Regions from separate parts of the Mus musculus genome. Here all the other regions are linked to region 3. Evidence: chromatin contacts called from public promoter capture Hi-C data. All regions are on one chromosome and are shown on one strand. Each heading gives the region's core, a stretch centred on a gene start, on an enhancer-like site or on the middle of the called end of the contact. The rest is flanking DNA. Distances are from core to core; before and after follow the strand shown. Region 1 holds the start of Isoc2b (isochorismatase domain containing 2b). Region 2 holds the start of Tmem86b (transmembrane protein 86B). Region 3 holds the start of Ndufa3 (NADH:ubiquinone oxidoreductase subunit A3).

The links. Promoter capture Hi-C pulls out the DNA fragments that hold promoters and counts their contacts.
Region 1: a contact with region 3 is called in a promoter capture Hi-C map of liver, with 6 times the contacts expected there. The contact joins the promoter of Isoc2b here to the promoter of Ndufa3 in region 3. A contact is called at or near these places in 8 of 39 promoter capture datasets (the 3T3-L1 cell line, cranial neural crest, erythroid cells and 4 more), 1 of 115 datasets of contacts at active chromatin or transcription factors (embryonic forebrain) and 1 of 9 other capture datasets (liver).
Region 2: a contact with region 3 is called in a promoter capture Hi-C map of liver, with 3 times the contacts expected there. The contact joins the promoter of Tmem86b here to the promoter of Ndufa3 in region 3. A contact is called at or near these places in 7 of 39 promoter capture datasets (the HPC-7 cell line, hippocampal neurons, liver and 2 more).

Annotation. Positions count from the first base shown.
Region 1 is chr7:4,864,922-4,867,621 of GRCm38.p6, reverse strand. It overlaps Isoc2b (isochorismatase domain containing 2b), which reads left to right and starts at 1,443. Exons shown (of 6, transcript NM_026158.2): 1 at 1,443-1,561.
Region 2 is chr7:4,629,041-4,631,740 of GRCm38.p6, reverse strand. It overlaps Tmem86b (transmembrane protein 86B), which reads left to right and starts at 1,259. Exons shown (of 3, transcript NM_023440.3): 1 at 1,259-1,519; 2 at 1,939-2,185. The coding sequence starts at 1,469. Ppp6r1 (protein phosphatase 6, regulatory subunit 1) reads left to right here. Exons shown (of 24, transcript NM_172894.2): 24 at 1-246.
Region 3 is chr7:3,616,119-3,618,818 of GRCm38.p6, reverse strand. Ndufa3 (NADH:ubiquinone oxidoreductase subunit A3) reads right to left here and starts at 1,446. Exons shown (of 4, transcript NM_025348.3): 1 at 1,412-1,446; 2 at 1,128-1,202. The coding sequence starts at 1,421. Oscar (osteoclast associated receptor) reads left to right here and starts at 2,662. Exons shown (of 5, transcript NM_001290377.1): 1 at 2,662-2,700.

The DNA.
Region 1 (2,700 bases), core at 194-2,693, 1.2 Mb before region 3:
GTGTGTGTGTGTGTTTATAAAATTTTGGGTGTGTGTCTGCCCATGTGTCTGCTTACCACATGCATTCAGTGCCAAAGTGGCCAGAAGAAGGTGTCTGAGCCCCTGGAAGTAGAATTACAGGCGACTGTGAGCCTCCACCACTGTCTGGCTTGTTGTTTTTAATCTTTGTTCAGCTCATTTTGTTTTTGAGGCTCAGTTTCAGGATGCACTTGAGTTCACTGTTCTGGGGAGACCAACTTTGAACCTCTGCCGGTTGCCTTCCCAGTCCCATCCCATCCCCCATCTCTCCCACCCTCACCCCACCCCCATGCATACAGTGCTGGGCACTAAAGCGAAGGCTTTATTCATGCCAGGCAAGGACTCTGCCACCTGAGCTACAGTTCCAGCCTTATTTCTTTTTCTTTGTTCGACAGTGTCACACTCTGTGGCCCAGGCTAACCTGGAACTCTGTGTATATATATATCTCTCCCCCAAAAGATCCTCACCCACACTCAGCCTCCCAAGTGCTGGGTTTACAGTCCTCGTTAGCCACCATGCCTAGCCCTTTTCTCATAACTTCAAGGTGAAGAAATCCTCCTGTCTCCACTTCTGAGTACTTGGGGTCATGGGTATTAAGCCACCGTAATCAGCTTTTGTTTTCTTATTCATTGAACTCAAGGCCTCAGCTTCTAGAACGCTGGGATTACCGGCCCTGAGCCACCATACCAGGTTTATATATCTGGATGAAGTAATCCTCTCTCTCTTAACCCCCACTTCTAAGTACAGAGTCAGTTTTCTATATAGACCACCCAAGGAGACAAGTCCTGAATTCCTGGAGAAAAAGCTAACTGGCAAGCAGTGGGGGAAAATGTCTTACGAGGCTTGTTCTTTTGTTTTCTTAGTTTGACTTTCGGGTTTTCGAGACAGGACTTACTTCCGTGTTGTACTGGCTATTCTGGAATTCGCGTTGTAGAGTCAGAATTATGCCTGCCTCTGCCTCCTGAGTACTGGAACTAAACCATTAACTAAATCATCGGTTTATGATGATTACTGGAACTAAACATTTGCGCCACCATGCCCGGCTGTTGTTTTGGTTGACAGGGTCTCACCACGCAGTCCCGGCTAGTCTCGAACTGGCGATACTCGTGCTTCAGCCTTCCTAGAGCTAGGTTACAGAAAGCATCACCTCTCCCCGGTCGCCCCGGATGGAGTGGATGGTGCCATGAACCCTACACTAGCCAAGATTGAGCCTCTAGCTCTCTGGTCGTTCTTCACCCTCCTTCCGGGTTAGAAGCCGAGCTCTCAGCCAAGGCCCTCCCTCCGTGGATTTTCATTGGTCCTACCCTCTGTCTCTCCGCCTGCTCCAGTTTCTTCAGACCAATCGAATTAACAGGATGGAGTAGAACAGAGTGAGGCGAACGCCGATTGGTTGGCTCGGCGCGGGGGTGTAGACCCGCGGCTCTGACTACGTGTCTACAAAGGGCAAAAAGGAGGCCCAGTACGGGGTCAGTGGGAATCCAGCGGGGAAAAGGTCACGGGACTTCTTGGAAAAGGGGCCCGAACTCGAACCTGGGACCTTCGAGTAAGTCCGGTTCGTTACTTGCTGGCTGTTTGCAAACCCACCATCCCGTCATTCAGACCGGGAAACGGAAGCTTTGCAGGGTGTCGGGTTCGGGGGTTGGAATGGCATTCCATTTGGTCTCAGGATAGACCCGCGGGGAGAGTCCCCAACCCTCTCTAGAGACAAATTTTGCATCAACCCCGCCAGTGAGCTAACCCTGGAGAAAAAAAGAGACCCAGAGAGGAAGGGAAACTCACCCAGGGTCACACAGCCTGAAATTCCTGGTTCCAGGAGTTGTGGTCCCCGCTTCTCTCACAATTACGTGCTCCTCTGTATCGCTCTCCCTAAAGCATCGTGGATCCTCTCCCATCTGTGTCCCCAGTCCATCTCGATCAAATCTGGCGAACTGAGCCTGGCTGTCATGAAAGCCAGGCAAATCAAGTGCTCTCTACCACTGAACTCCATCCAGCCCCCTTGCTCATTTCCTTCACACTGTGCCTCCCAAAAATGGGTTCCCAAGCCAAGAACCCAGCCCTTGGGACATAAGCCTTAAAAACCTATGAGGGGAATAGAGAAGGGGGGGCGAGTAGACATGGCTCAGTGGCTAAGAACTCTGGTTTCTCTTGTAGAGGACCTGGGTTTGGTACTCAGCACCCAGACGGTGGTTTACAACCGTCTTTAAATCTAGTTTCAGGGGACCCGACTACCTCTTCCAGCCTCCACAGACACTACATGCATGTGGCTATGCAGTCTCAGGTCAAACACTCATATAATAAACCCAGTCCGGGCTGGAGAGATGGCTCAGCAGTTACGAGCAGTGGCTCCTCTTCCAGAATGGCTCACAACCATCTGTAATGGGATCTGCTGCCCTCTTCTGGCATGCAGGCATACATGTAGACAGAGCACTCATATACAGGGAATAGATAAATAAATATTTTTTTAAAATTAAAAGTAAATCTGATCAACACACACATTTGGGATCCAGAGAGAAATGACTCCTTCGCTTGTCTCTGACCTCCACATATGCCCCATGGCATGGATACCCTCTCCCATATAGAAACTAAATAAATAAATAGAAATTTTTAAGGAAAAAAAAATCTACATTTGCCATTCAGGGAGCACAGATGGGAGTTTGCCATACCGTTCTTGCGCTTTTCATT
Region 2 (2,700 bases), core at 10-2,509, 1.0 Mb before region 3:
AGCTTCACTCAGGACCACCTTGGGGTGTAACAGAGGGTGTCATCCGGCCCCTGGCCCTGGGGAACATCCCTAGAGGCCCAGAATGGGGGTTGCTGGGTACCCCATGCCCTGAGGGTTCCAGCACTGCTGCCAAGTGGCCTTGTCCCAGCTCCCCCTGCCCCCCCCAAGGCTGGTGTGAGTGTGCAAGTATGTGTGCAGAGCTTGTGTTTCATACTGCAGATATAAATAAAGGAAGATAGCAGAACATTCCTGCTGTGGGACTGTGAGTTCTGGGACTCAGAGTTGGGTGAACTTGCTCTTCATAGCCTAGAGAGCTACATTCTCTTAGGACCACACTTGTGAGAGTGTGTGTGGGTGTAGGGGATGGGGAATACTTAGACATCAGGCAGAACATCAGGAGTTAGCACTCTGGGGCGCTCTCATCCTGATATGTGTACCTCCGTGGCCCTGTTCCAAAATGCAGATCAGTTAGGGCTGTGCTGACTCAGCTCTATCCTCTAACAGGCCTGCTAAAAGGAGCAAGAGGTCCCTGGACTTTGGAGCTGAGCGTCCTGCCATTACGGGGATAGGAGGCACCAGGCATGTGGTGGTGGCAGAGGCAGAGGCAGGTGGATCTGTGTGAGTTCAAGCCCAGCCATGTCTACAAACTGAGTTCCAGGACAGCCAGGGCTGGGCAGAGAAACCCTGTCTCAAAAACAAAGGTGTGGGGGCTGGTGAGATGGCTCAGTGGGTAAGAGCACCCGACTGCTCTTCCAAAGGTCAGGAGTTCAAATCCCAGCAACCACATGGTGGCTCACAACCATTCGTAACGAGATCTGACTCCCTCTTCTGGAGTGTCTGAGGACAGCGACAGTGTACTTACATATAATAAATAAATAAATCTAAAAAACCAAAAACAAAAAACCAAAGGTGTGGGAGAGATTAGGAGACAGGAAGCTCCCTTGAGAATGGACATACAATGAAGCATCCCTAAGGGGGATGGTTGAGGAACCTAGTAGTTTCTTGGCATCCAGTAGGTCCCTATCTTGTTCATGGGAAGGCTGCAGAACATGAGTGTACAGTGGTGTGGTCGTCCTTCCTTCCAGGGAATGTTTGAATGACTTCAGGCACAATGCAGGATTTATTTAACCAGTGTTTGTGGCAGGACCCCTGTTTTCCAGGGTTGGTTGTAGGGCTACCCCTCTGTGGAACTTTGCATTGTTCCTTATAATTGGCTGGGTGTGAGACAATGGGAGTTCCACTTTGGGGGAGGGGGCTCACTTTTGGAGGTGGTGGCCAGGTTTCTAAGTGCTGGGGGGTGGCCCTTGGTGCCTGATGGGTACCTTATCAGCAAGTGCCAGACAAGAGCAGGCCTTGCGTGAGCCCTGTTATCAGCCCCAGAGTCCACAGGACACTTGGGTTAATGTGTAACCACAAGACTTCCCTCTGCCCTCTGAAGCCACTGGCTCCTAAAGAGAAGCAACTCAGCATGGATGCTAGAAAAGAGGGGCTGCCCCTGGAGACACTCTTTTCAGACCAAGTGAGAACCTGTAAGGTGGGGATGGGCAGGTCTGGGAACATGGGCAGTACTGGGGCCTGTGATTCTCTATGCTTGGTGAGTTGGTGGGGATGCCCTGTCCTTCCAGGAGGCTGGGTTCTAAGGTATCGTGGTTTTGTCCTTGCAGGAGATAGGAATGAAAAGGTTCTCAAGGTGGCTAAAGATCCTAGTCCCGAAAGTCCAACCTGGACATGCTTGGGTCCTGGCATGAGGGTGGTGTGGGGGATGGCCGTTAAAATAGGTTCTCACTGGGTATCCTAGACAGGTTTTGAAATCAACAGCCTCCCGTTTCCACCTGCTAAGTACTGGAATTAGACATTTCCTACAGTGCCTTGCAGTGACCCCTCCCCCAGGACTGGCTGCGAATGGGAGGGAGGCTGAGAAGCTTCGCTCTCTTGAAGTACCCACAGGTCCGCAGGTGGCTGGCCCCCTTCATCCTTGCCTGCTCCCTTTACTTCCTCCTCTGGATTCCTGTGGACCAGCCATCTTGGGTCAGTGCCCTGATCAAGTGCCAGCCCATTCTCTGCCTGGTTGTGTTCCTGTGGGCTGTGGCCCCTGGTGGGAGCAGCACCTGGCTCCTGCAGGGAGCTCTTGTATGTTCTGCTGTGGGAGATGCCTGCCTCATCTGGCCTGAAGCTTTCTTTTATGGTGAGCAGGGGCTTCTATGACAACACACCTAGGGTTCTTGTGGAGTTGAGTCAGTACTGGGACACAGCTTTTCATTATATGGAGCCCTCCCTCCCTAGGTCCTCTGGGTTATCCAGAGGTGCCAGAAGGCAGTGATGGGTGACAGCATAGCTCACAGTTCAGCCAGGGGCTTGGAGTCAGACTGGTTGGAAGATGTGGGATTACCTGGTTGGAAGGGGTGGTGTGGAGAAAATTAAGGTGTAGCATGACTGAGGTGGGTGGGGGAGGTAAGGAGTCATTTTTGAGATGTCTATATATGAGGGCTGGTCTGAATGGCCTCAAATGTTGGATCCTCCTGCCTTAGTTTTCTCAAGGGCTAGGATTACAGGAATAAGGATATGTAGCTGTGTAGATGGGAAGTGTGGCCATCCTGGGCATGGAAAGTGCATGTGGAAAGGACCTGGGGTAATAGTGTATGAGTTACTTTGTCCAAATGGGCCAGTTTGGCTAGAGTAGGATGGGGAAAACAAGGGTAT
Region 3 (2,700 bases), core at 197-2,696:
GTCAGGCAGCTCATAAATGCCTAATATCTCCCACTCCAAAGGAAAAAGAACCTACGTCCTCTTCTTGCCTCCAGAGGCGCACACACATTTTTAAGAAAAGATACGTGCCGGGCAGTGGTGGCGCATGCCTTTAATCCCAGCACTTGGAAGGCAGAGGTGGATTTCTGAGTTCGAGGCCATCCTGGGCTACAGAGTGAGTTCCAGGACAGCCAGGGCTACACAGAGAAACCCTGTCTCGAAAAACCAAATAATAATAATAATAATTAAAATAAAATAAAATAAAGATATGCAGGGATGGTGGCTCAGGCGTGTGATATCAACACATAAGAACCCAAGGCAGACTGCTGTGAGTTTGAGGCCCACTTGAGCTAAGTGATTTGTATCCTCTATAAAAAAGAAAACTGAAAAGATTCAGAAGAAGTCAGTTCAAGGAAGTTTTTAACCTTAGTGTGGTGAGAGAGCTCAATAGTTAAAATTACCTGCTCACTGGAACTCAGAATGAGCACTGACTCCAGTAAGTTGTCCTCCGACCCCCCAAACCCAACTGGTAGCCAACACACACACACACACACACACACACACACACACACACCTTAAAAAATGTAATTTTAACTTTAAGAACGAACCAAGTATACATTAAATCACTATTTCAACATATAATCAATTAAAACCACATACATTAGAGCATTCTAGGTCTTTGAAAGTCAGGGTGGTAGATAGCTGGTGGTGGGTTTTAGAACTTCTCTGTCACACTCCAGGCCAGCAATACTGACAATTTTGGTACTGTGATGGCTGCCAAATCCAAGGCCTCACCCCAGACTTTCAGAATGAAAATTTAACAGGTCACCTCCATCTCCCGGGCTTCAATGCATCAGAACTGTGAGTAACCCTGTCCCACTGCAAGGTGGGAGGCTTGCTGAGAGATTTGCATAAGTCAGACTTCGCCGAGGAGTTCTGCCTACAGAGTCAAACTGAGTTGAATGTGCACCTCTTGTGTGTGGTGAGGGAAGAGCGACAGTAATGTCAGGATATGGCTGGCAAGGGGATGCGAGATGAAACTGTGCCGTGGAATGCTGATGACTTCCGGGTGGAGGATGCACTTTCGCGCCGGGGAAGGGGGCACTCACCGAGGCCCCAGACAGAGAAGGACACCACCAGCACCGGCTCCTTCGCCCAGGCATTCTTGAGGAAGGCAGAGATTCCTAGAGAGGTGAGAAGACAGTCACCCTTGGGGACTACTGCGGTGACCTCTAACACTCTCGTATCACCCCTGCTCTGCACCCTCGTGACTGCCGCGCCCCTATTCTGGGACGGATTACCGGTCCCCAAGGCTCCACTGAGACTCAGCCACGGATCAGCCCACAGTTTCCTGGAACTACTTGATCCCCGCGAGCTCCAAACCTGTACTTACTCCCGGCCATCTTGTTCTTGGCGGCGACAAGGAGCGGAGCTCTCTGGGAGTTGTGGTCCTTCTCCTTGCGTGAGGCCCCGCCCCTTGGGCGAGGACGTGGACCCTTTCGGGAGTTGTAGTTCTGGAGTGAGGCTTAAGAGGACTGAAAGATTTAAACCACCTTGAACACCTGCTGGCCTCACCATTTTCTTATAGTTTATAACTCAGCAAATGCATCGGAGAAGTAACATAACGTTCTCCTGTAATAAAGTCAGCTTTGGGCTGGAGAGATGGCTCAGAGCTCTGTCTGCTCTTCCAAAGGTTTAATTTCCAGTAACCACATGGTGACTGACAACCATCTGCAATGGGATCTGACGCCCTCTTCTGGTGTGTCTGAAGACTGCAACAGTGTACTCATAAATAAACCTTAAAAAAAAAAAAGTCAGCTTTACATTGAGATCACATCTAGACATAAGCTCATTCTGGAAATTCTAAATTAATCCCAAATATATTAAGGACTGCCTGTGCTTTGTGTTACTAGCATGCAGATCATGGCTTTTCCCTCCATCTGCCCCTTAGTGCTGAAAACTGAAACCAGGACAGGCTAGGCTACCCATCTCCGATTGAGCCACTCCTCCGTCCACTTGCTGATAGATTCTACTATCCCAGGTCCCTGCTGGTGGATTTTAGGCATATCTTTTATTGTTGAGCCACATTTTTCAGCCCTTTCATTACTTTTTATTTTGAGACAGGGCATTAAATGGCTCAAGTTGGCCCTGCAATCTTTGAACTTGACAGCCTCCTGCCTTGGTTTCTCAAGCTGGTGAGATTACAAGCCTGAGCCTCTAAGATAATGCACATCACTTAAAAAAATTAACATATCTGGACTGGACAGTGAGAGCAGTAATGGAGTCTGAGCCTTCTCTTGTTACCGGCATAGTACATATTGTACAGCAAGCTTCTTTTTCCCTTTCTACCTTTTTGTTTTGTTTTTTTTGTTGTTGTTGTTGTTTTTTTCCTCTTTTCCATTTTTCTTCCTCCCACCTGCCCCTTTCCTTTCTCTCCTCAGTGCTGAGGCTACTCTGGGCAAGTGGTCTTCTACTTAGCGACAACGTCCTCAGCCCTCCTCCCCAACTTTTAAGTTAAATTAAAGAACACCAGAGGCTATGACTGTTCCATCTTGCAACTTTTTCCAAGACAATGAAACTATGACACAGTTACCCAGGAGCCTCCACCTGACTCCTCTGTTCCCTAAACAGGACTCTCACATGGCTTTCTGGTGTTGCTTCATTTCCTCAGAGTGAAAAAGG